Linked DNA regions of Mus musculus: region 1 is linked to region 2. Evidence: chromatin contacts called from public HiChIP or PLAC-seq data. All regions are on one chromosome and are shown on one strand. The core of a region is the stretch at or near the end of the contact, and the rest is flanking DNA. Distances in the headings are between cores, read along the strand shown. Region 1 overlaps Tec (tec protein tyrosine kinase). Region 2 overlaps Commd8 (COMM domain containing 8).

Evidence for each region. HiChIP or PLAC-seq counts read pairs in DNA pulled down with a chosen protein or histone mark.
Region 1: a contact with region 2 is called in an H3K4me3 HiChIP or PLAC-seq map of the 230-238 cell line, with 6 times the contacts expected there. The contact joins two enhancer-like sites. A contact is called at or near these places in 3 of 39 promoter capture datasets (the C10 cell line, hippocampal neurons and pre-B cells) and 1 of 115 datasets of contacts at active chromatin or transcription factors (the 230-238 cell line).

Annotation. Positions count from the first base shown.
Region 1 is chr5:72,795,161-72,798,078 of GRCm38.p6, reverse strand. The region is part of intron 3 of Tec (tec protein tyrosine kinase); the gene reads left to right. Among named protein-coding and RNA genes, the nearest start is that of Txk, 44 kb to the right of the region's middle. Within about 2 kb of position 1,593, at least 142 of the 459 cell types and tissues checked have an H3K27ac peak or open chromatin away from gene starts, as enhancers often do. A contact at or near this core is called in the 230-238 cell line and pre-B cells, where this site is marked.
Region 2 is chr5:72,159,478-72,162,519 of GRCm38.p6, reverse strand. Commd8 (COMM domain containing 8) reads left to right here. Exons shown (of 5, transcript NM_178599.5): 4 at 1,457-1,612; 5 at 2,627-3,042. The coding sequence ends at 2,647. Among named protein-coding and RNA genes, the nearest start is that of Commd8, 7.2 kb to the left of the region's middle. Within about 2 kb of position 1,254, at least 49 of the 459 cell types and tissues checked have an H3K27ac peak or open chromatin away from gene starts, as enhancers often do. A contact at or near this core is called in the 230-238 cell line and pre-B cells, where this site is marked.

The sequences.
Region 1 (2,918 bases), core at 344-2,843, 640 kb before region 2:
TTACATGAATATTGTCCTGTGATTTTAGGAATGGAAATGAAAGTTTTGCCTTGAGATTTTCAACATCGTGGGTTTTTTTCTCTGAATATTAACTTGATCTCACCTAATTGTCCGAGCAGTGATAGGAACCATATTTAAAACCATAATCCTTAAAAACCATAATCTTCATAACTAAGCCACTCTTACGTGTAACCACTAAGTTGTTAATATTAAGGCTTTTATTTTTCTTTAAAGAATGGCAGAACTTTATCAGGTGGAAAGCACCCTTATTAGAATGTTAGGTTTTGTCATTCTTTGCTTTATCTCATTCTTATTAAAGAGAAGCCATCAACCATCAAATAGGAAAAAAACTTTGGTTTTATTCATTCTAGTTCTCCTGATCCTGGAAGAGTTCATATCGAATTATTTCCAGTGGACACAGGAACATGTCATAGCCACCCAGGACTTTCCTGCCTCTCCCTGATTAATGGCACCTGCCACACTTGGGCCTTGTTCTCTGAATTGTGCACAGGTGGAAGAGGACAAAGTTACCCGTATGAATGGGCCTTTGGTGCTCATTTGAGACTTTTAGTAGACCATGTCCCTCATTTCTGTGGATGAGCAGGTGGAACCTCAAGAACAGAGTTCACCCTGCGGTTGCTTTACTCCTTTTTGTGGGAATGCCAGGCAAGAGCAGCTTAAGGAAGGAAAGGTGTATTTGGCTCATTGCTAGCGTGCACGCATCCATCCATCATGGTGGCAGGAACTTGAGGCTGCTGGGCACATTGCATCAACAACTAAGAGGCATTTTTGTTTCATGGATCTCTTAGGCACAGTAATTAAAACAAGGTAACTTTGGCTCTTACACCAAGTTACGCCGTGTCTACTCCACATGCACCGGGAAAGAGCAGAAATCTGTATCTATAAAGAGGGCGGTCCTGAGCACTTCCAGGTCCTTCCAAACAGCCCAGCTGCTAGTTCGGTAGTCGCAGCATTGGCATGCTCTGGCCTGATTGTCCTTTGGTTTTACCTGTCATAGCTCATGGTGACACTCAAACCCCAAACTGTCTATCATTGTTCATGCACAAGGCTGTGACCTGACTCCCCAGTGCCACAGTAACAGCTAATAATTATTAACTGCCGCGTGAAGAATGTGGGTGCTGTCCGGGACGCCAGCAGGGCTGTGTACTTCAGGTGAGATATAATGAGGTTCTAATGGAGGCGTGTAGCAGTGATGCCCAGGGTGAGCCAGGCACAGAGCTTCGGAGAAAAACTAGGAGCACTGGATATGGTGGGAAGCGTGGTAATGGTTTGAAGGATGGTGTGTCCCCAACAATAATTACTTTTTCAAATATATGCCTTGTGATTGATCTATATCTATACCTATCATCTATCTATCTGTCTGTCTGTCTGTCTGTCTATCTATCTTACTACTTGCTACCCATTGAGACTTGCTCAGGAGAGACCCCAATTCCTCAGCCTTATATGTGAGCATTGCCTAATCTGGCCTCAAACAGCCTTCCTTTGTGTCATTTCCTATACTCCTGATCCACCCCTGTGTTCAGCCACTGTGCTTTGGTTTCAGTTCCCCACGTACTCTCAGAGCTCTGTCGTTTTTGCAGCCTGGAACCTTCCTTGCTTTCTCCACAGAGAAAGCTACTTCCTTAGAAGCCCAGCTTCTCCTCCATCCACTTCCTGGCTTTCTCATTCCCCGATTAGGAACCATCCTCTTCTTCCGCCCACAGCATTCCTGCGATGACGGTTTCCACAGACCGTCCGCCCTCTCCCGCAGCCCCGAGACTTCAACACACAGCCCGGGACTGGCTGAATAAGGCAAATACGGGACAACACTAATGTGTGCTGTGCGAGTGCGGGTGGCCCCAGAGGCCAGCAGAGGCTTCTGGTCCTCTTGAAGCTGGAGTTTCAGGCTGCTGGAAGCTGACCCCTGTGGGTGGTGGGAACCAGCAAGCAGCCTTAGCTGCTGAGCCACTTCTCCAGCCCTTCAAACTTCCAGCTGTGACACAGGATAAAAAAAAAAAATAGGAATAATTGAGGGGTCCTGGAAAGAGAATGAAACCCCTCATTTTGGAGTCATTTCCTGCTGACTGAGTGTCCAAGAAATTTCAGCACAACAGATAAAATCAAGATAGCTTGGAGAAATAATCTCCCCCTAAGGGCCATTCATGCAGGGGTGTTCGAAACAACAGATGAACGTGGCTTACTTAAGAGTCAAAATGTCTTTGACCTTGATCTTAACTTCATTAGTGATCCCCTCTCATCCCTAAAACCATTTCACTGATAAAAGCAATTCCATTAAGAAAAGTACATACAACAGCTCATTTGTTATTTTCTTAATTTAAGTATAAAGCTTTGTGGGGCTTTTTGTTGTTTGTTTGTTTTGTTTTGTTTTGTTTTGTTTTAAAAAAAAAAAGGTTTTTTTTTTTTTAAGCTGTCCTGGAACTTGCTCTGTAGACCAGGCTGGCCTCAAACTCAGACATCCAATTTCCTCCACTTCCCGAGTGCTGGGATTAAAGGCGTGCACCACCACTGCTAGGCTTGAAATCTTTGATTTATCTTTGAACCCTGTACAACATATCCTTTGAGCAGTGTAACTGAGCCACAGAGTCTGGTGAGAGGGCAATCAGGCTGCGACGTCTGTACCGCTTGCCAGGGGGATCTGCCTTGTCTGTCTGTCTGTCTGTCTCCTTTCTCCCTGACCGTCCACTTGCCTCGGGCTCTTCAAGAGGCTGCATCCCATGGGAAGGAGGACAGACTAGCAGAGGGCTGTTCCCCACCAAGGGTATTGGAGTATCTGCTGCCCGCTAGAAACTCCAGGGAAACCCTCTGAAGAGACGCACGCTGGCGTGCTCTCCCTCCCGCTCCTCCCCAGCTCCTCAGCTTAAAGTTTAAGTGCTCATCTCTTAAGCTCGTATTAACTC
Region 2 (3,042 bases), core at 5-2,504:
ACAATGAATTTTCCCACACCTATCAGTCAGAAGTGGAGAAGTGTGTATTTAGTGTATAACCTTGGTGAGGGTCTTATAGATGCCATAGCGCTCTCAAAATTGATAAATGTGATTTTACTTCTATGAGGAAAGTATATGTAATAAAGTAACAGTTTTAAAAACATTGGGCAAAGAGGGTAGTCCTGAGTAGAGCTGAGAAAGAGCAATTTCAGAACCGTCTTTTGTTCTTTAAGGTACCATACGAGTAGACAGGTTCAGGTCCATTCTGGTTCCTGATCCTGGCATGGTCTTAGATCCAGACAGTGCCGTATGTTGTTTTGGTGAATTAAGAGGACAAAAGATGGGAAAGTGGGACAGTGAGGTAGGCTCAGAACTCGGTAAGTATCCACTTGTTGTCTCAGCTGAGGAAATGGTTCTGTGGTTCTGGTTGAGGCTCAGCTGTGTTAAGGATTGTTTATTAACATGCTTATCATATTGACACAAACCAGAAGTATAGTAAGCATGCAATACAGCCAAAGCTTGAAAACATTACACTGAAGGTCCAAATGAAGAAGGCAAGTTAATCAGTGATAGATTAAATAAGAGGTTTCATTTAAGTACACATTTAACATTGAAGTAAGCATGGATGACTGGGGACAGGTGCTCACAGCAGCATTTATGAAGGACATGTAGTTGCTTTCGTTTATCAAATGGCCCCTTAACTGATGCAGCTTCGGTCTTACATTGTGCTGTGAGACTGCTGTGCTCTCAGGCAGGGGAAGGCTCCTGTGGATGCTGTTTTCAAGTGTGCAGGCTTTTGCATCAGCTTATTAATTCCTTTAGTTTTCATTGCCCAACTTAAATACCTAAACAAGTAGGACCCCCGCCAGGAAAGAATGACCAGGAATTTAATTAGAATCATGATTTATGAAGATTCTTAACACTGGAGGCTCTGTAGCTGGGAAAGGTCAAGCCAATTGCAGATGCTGTAGATACGTTAGAAGAAGACTAGACGCCCTTTGGGTAGCATCAACAGTTTTGGTAGCCAGTCATGAGGTAAGTTGCTTAATTCGTAAGAGTTTCTGAGTGTCTTTAGACTGTCTTCTACATGAACTGTCATCTTGGAATCTTTTCTATAACAATTCTGATTCTTTATGTATTGGACACTTTTAGTCCTTCTGCATTTCTATAGTAAACCATGATTTCAATCTAGAATTAAAAGTATTCTGTTTAGCTGGACAAACCGCAGTTTCCTTTCTTCCTGCCCACTTCCTGTATGTGTTTTGTCTCCTTTTCTCTCGCTTCCTGCTCTCTGACTGTGTGTTCTGCCACAGGGTTAGTTTATTCTCTTGTTTCCCAGAATTTGTGAGCATCCTGGGAAACACTGGGATGCGAGCTCTTCCCCAGCCCTGGTATTTGTTGAGTGGTGTCAGCATGCTGTGTAATACTGTGCATTATTCTCCTCTCCTTTCCACAGCTCGCGCTTTCTAGTGACAAGATTGCCACCTTGCAGATGCCCCTTTTGAACCTTCATCTGGATGTGAAGGAAGATGACAAAGTGAAACCGTACACTGTTGAGATGAGTAAAGAGGAGTTACAGAGTCTGATCAGCTCCTTGGAGGCCGCTAATAAGGTATGCGCTTGCTTGAACTCGATCCATCACACAGGAGCTTACTGCTTAAGCATCAGGCCACCCTTGTGTAAGGAAAGAGAATTCCAACTGGGTTTCAATGTGTCTCACTCGCTGACACTTAATATCAAGCACAGAAAAGACTTGTTTGGGTTGTCTGACCTCTACTTTAAAGGTAGAGTTAATTAGAACTTAAAACATTCAGTTACCAAGTTCTGAATTTAATTACCTACTAGTTAGTTTAAAAAAAATAAAAAGCAGTACTATTCTAACTATTCATTTTGGTTTCCTTTAGTATTCATTAAGCTTAAAAATAAAGTTTATCTTGAGATCACGAAATTAGTTGATTCTGAAGTTTCTCTAGTAAAAAAAAAGATCTTTATGATTTTATAACAAAAAAAAACCAAATGTCTTATTTGGATGGACAAATGTTAAAAATTGCTTTTGTAAAGTTCTGAGTTTGGGAGATAAAATATAACTGTAGTTATGACAGAATCAGGCTGACATATGATGTGTCTGAACCCCAGCAGCCAGGCCCAGTGTGTAGTACATAGAAAACAGTGGTGAGACAGCAGAGATGTGCTGTGGGGAAAGGAAAACAGGATTTTTATTGTCACTGTTTGCTCATTACTGGGCAGCTCTCAGGAACTGGCTCCCGTTCTTCCTGGTCACCTCCCTGGCTGCCATCATTCTAGATCCCCCTGCCCTTTTAAGCCGCAATAACCATCACCTTCTTCCTAGTCTGCCTAGTTGCTCATGTTTTAATTTTGCCTTCATGATTGACCCTCATGTCCGGTAACCGTACTTGTAGTCGAAGCCTGGTGGCCTTCGGAGAGGTGGGTGTGGCAGAGCCTGGACTGGGTGTGAGTGACCGAGCACAGATCTCTGCAGCCAGGAGCCATAAGCCCTGTCCCCATTTGCCAGTTGCTCTTCATATCGCTCTTCAGAGGTCATCTAGCACATAGCAGCTTCCGTCTAGTCTATGCTGACATGGCTTCTCCCTGTTTGTGTTTCAAGGTGGTCCTGCAGTTAAAATAACTGGAAATGGTGACCATCAACACCTCAGATTTCAGTGCTGCACCGTGGCAGAGGGAGTGCTGTCCATATTCAGCGGGTGGATGCTCCATCAGGCTGAGCAGGCAGCAGCTCTGAGATCACAGAGATGGAAATCCGTCAGAAACCCTAAGGGACAGGAAATTGCATGACTGATAGGAAGTGCATAGGATGAAAGAAGAAAGAGCTGAAGTCACAGCCCGTGTTTTCACAGTGATCGCTTTGTCTCATTTATTAAACATCTGAGAAACTTTGTAGATAACGTTTTATCAAGAGGTAAAAATAAGTTCTGAAGTAATGTAAACACACAGAGCACAGACACGCTGGACTGTTCTTAAATGCAAACAGCAAGACATGTATTCTTAATATGTAATTTGTGA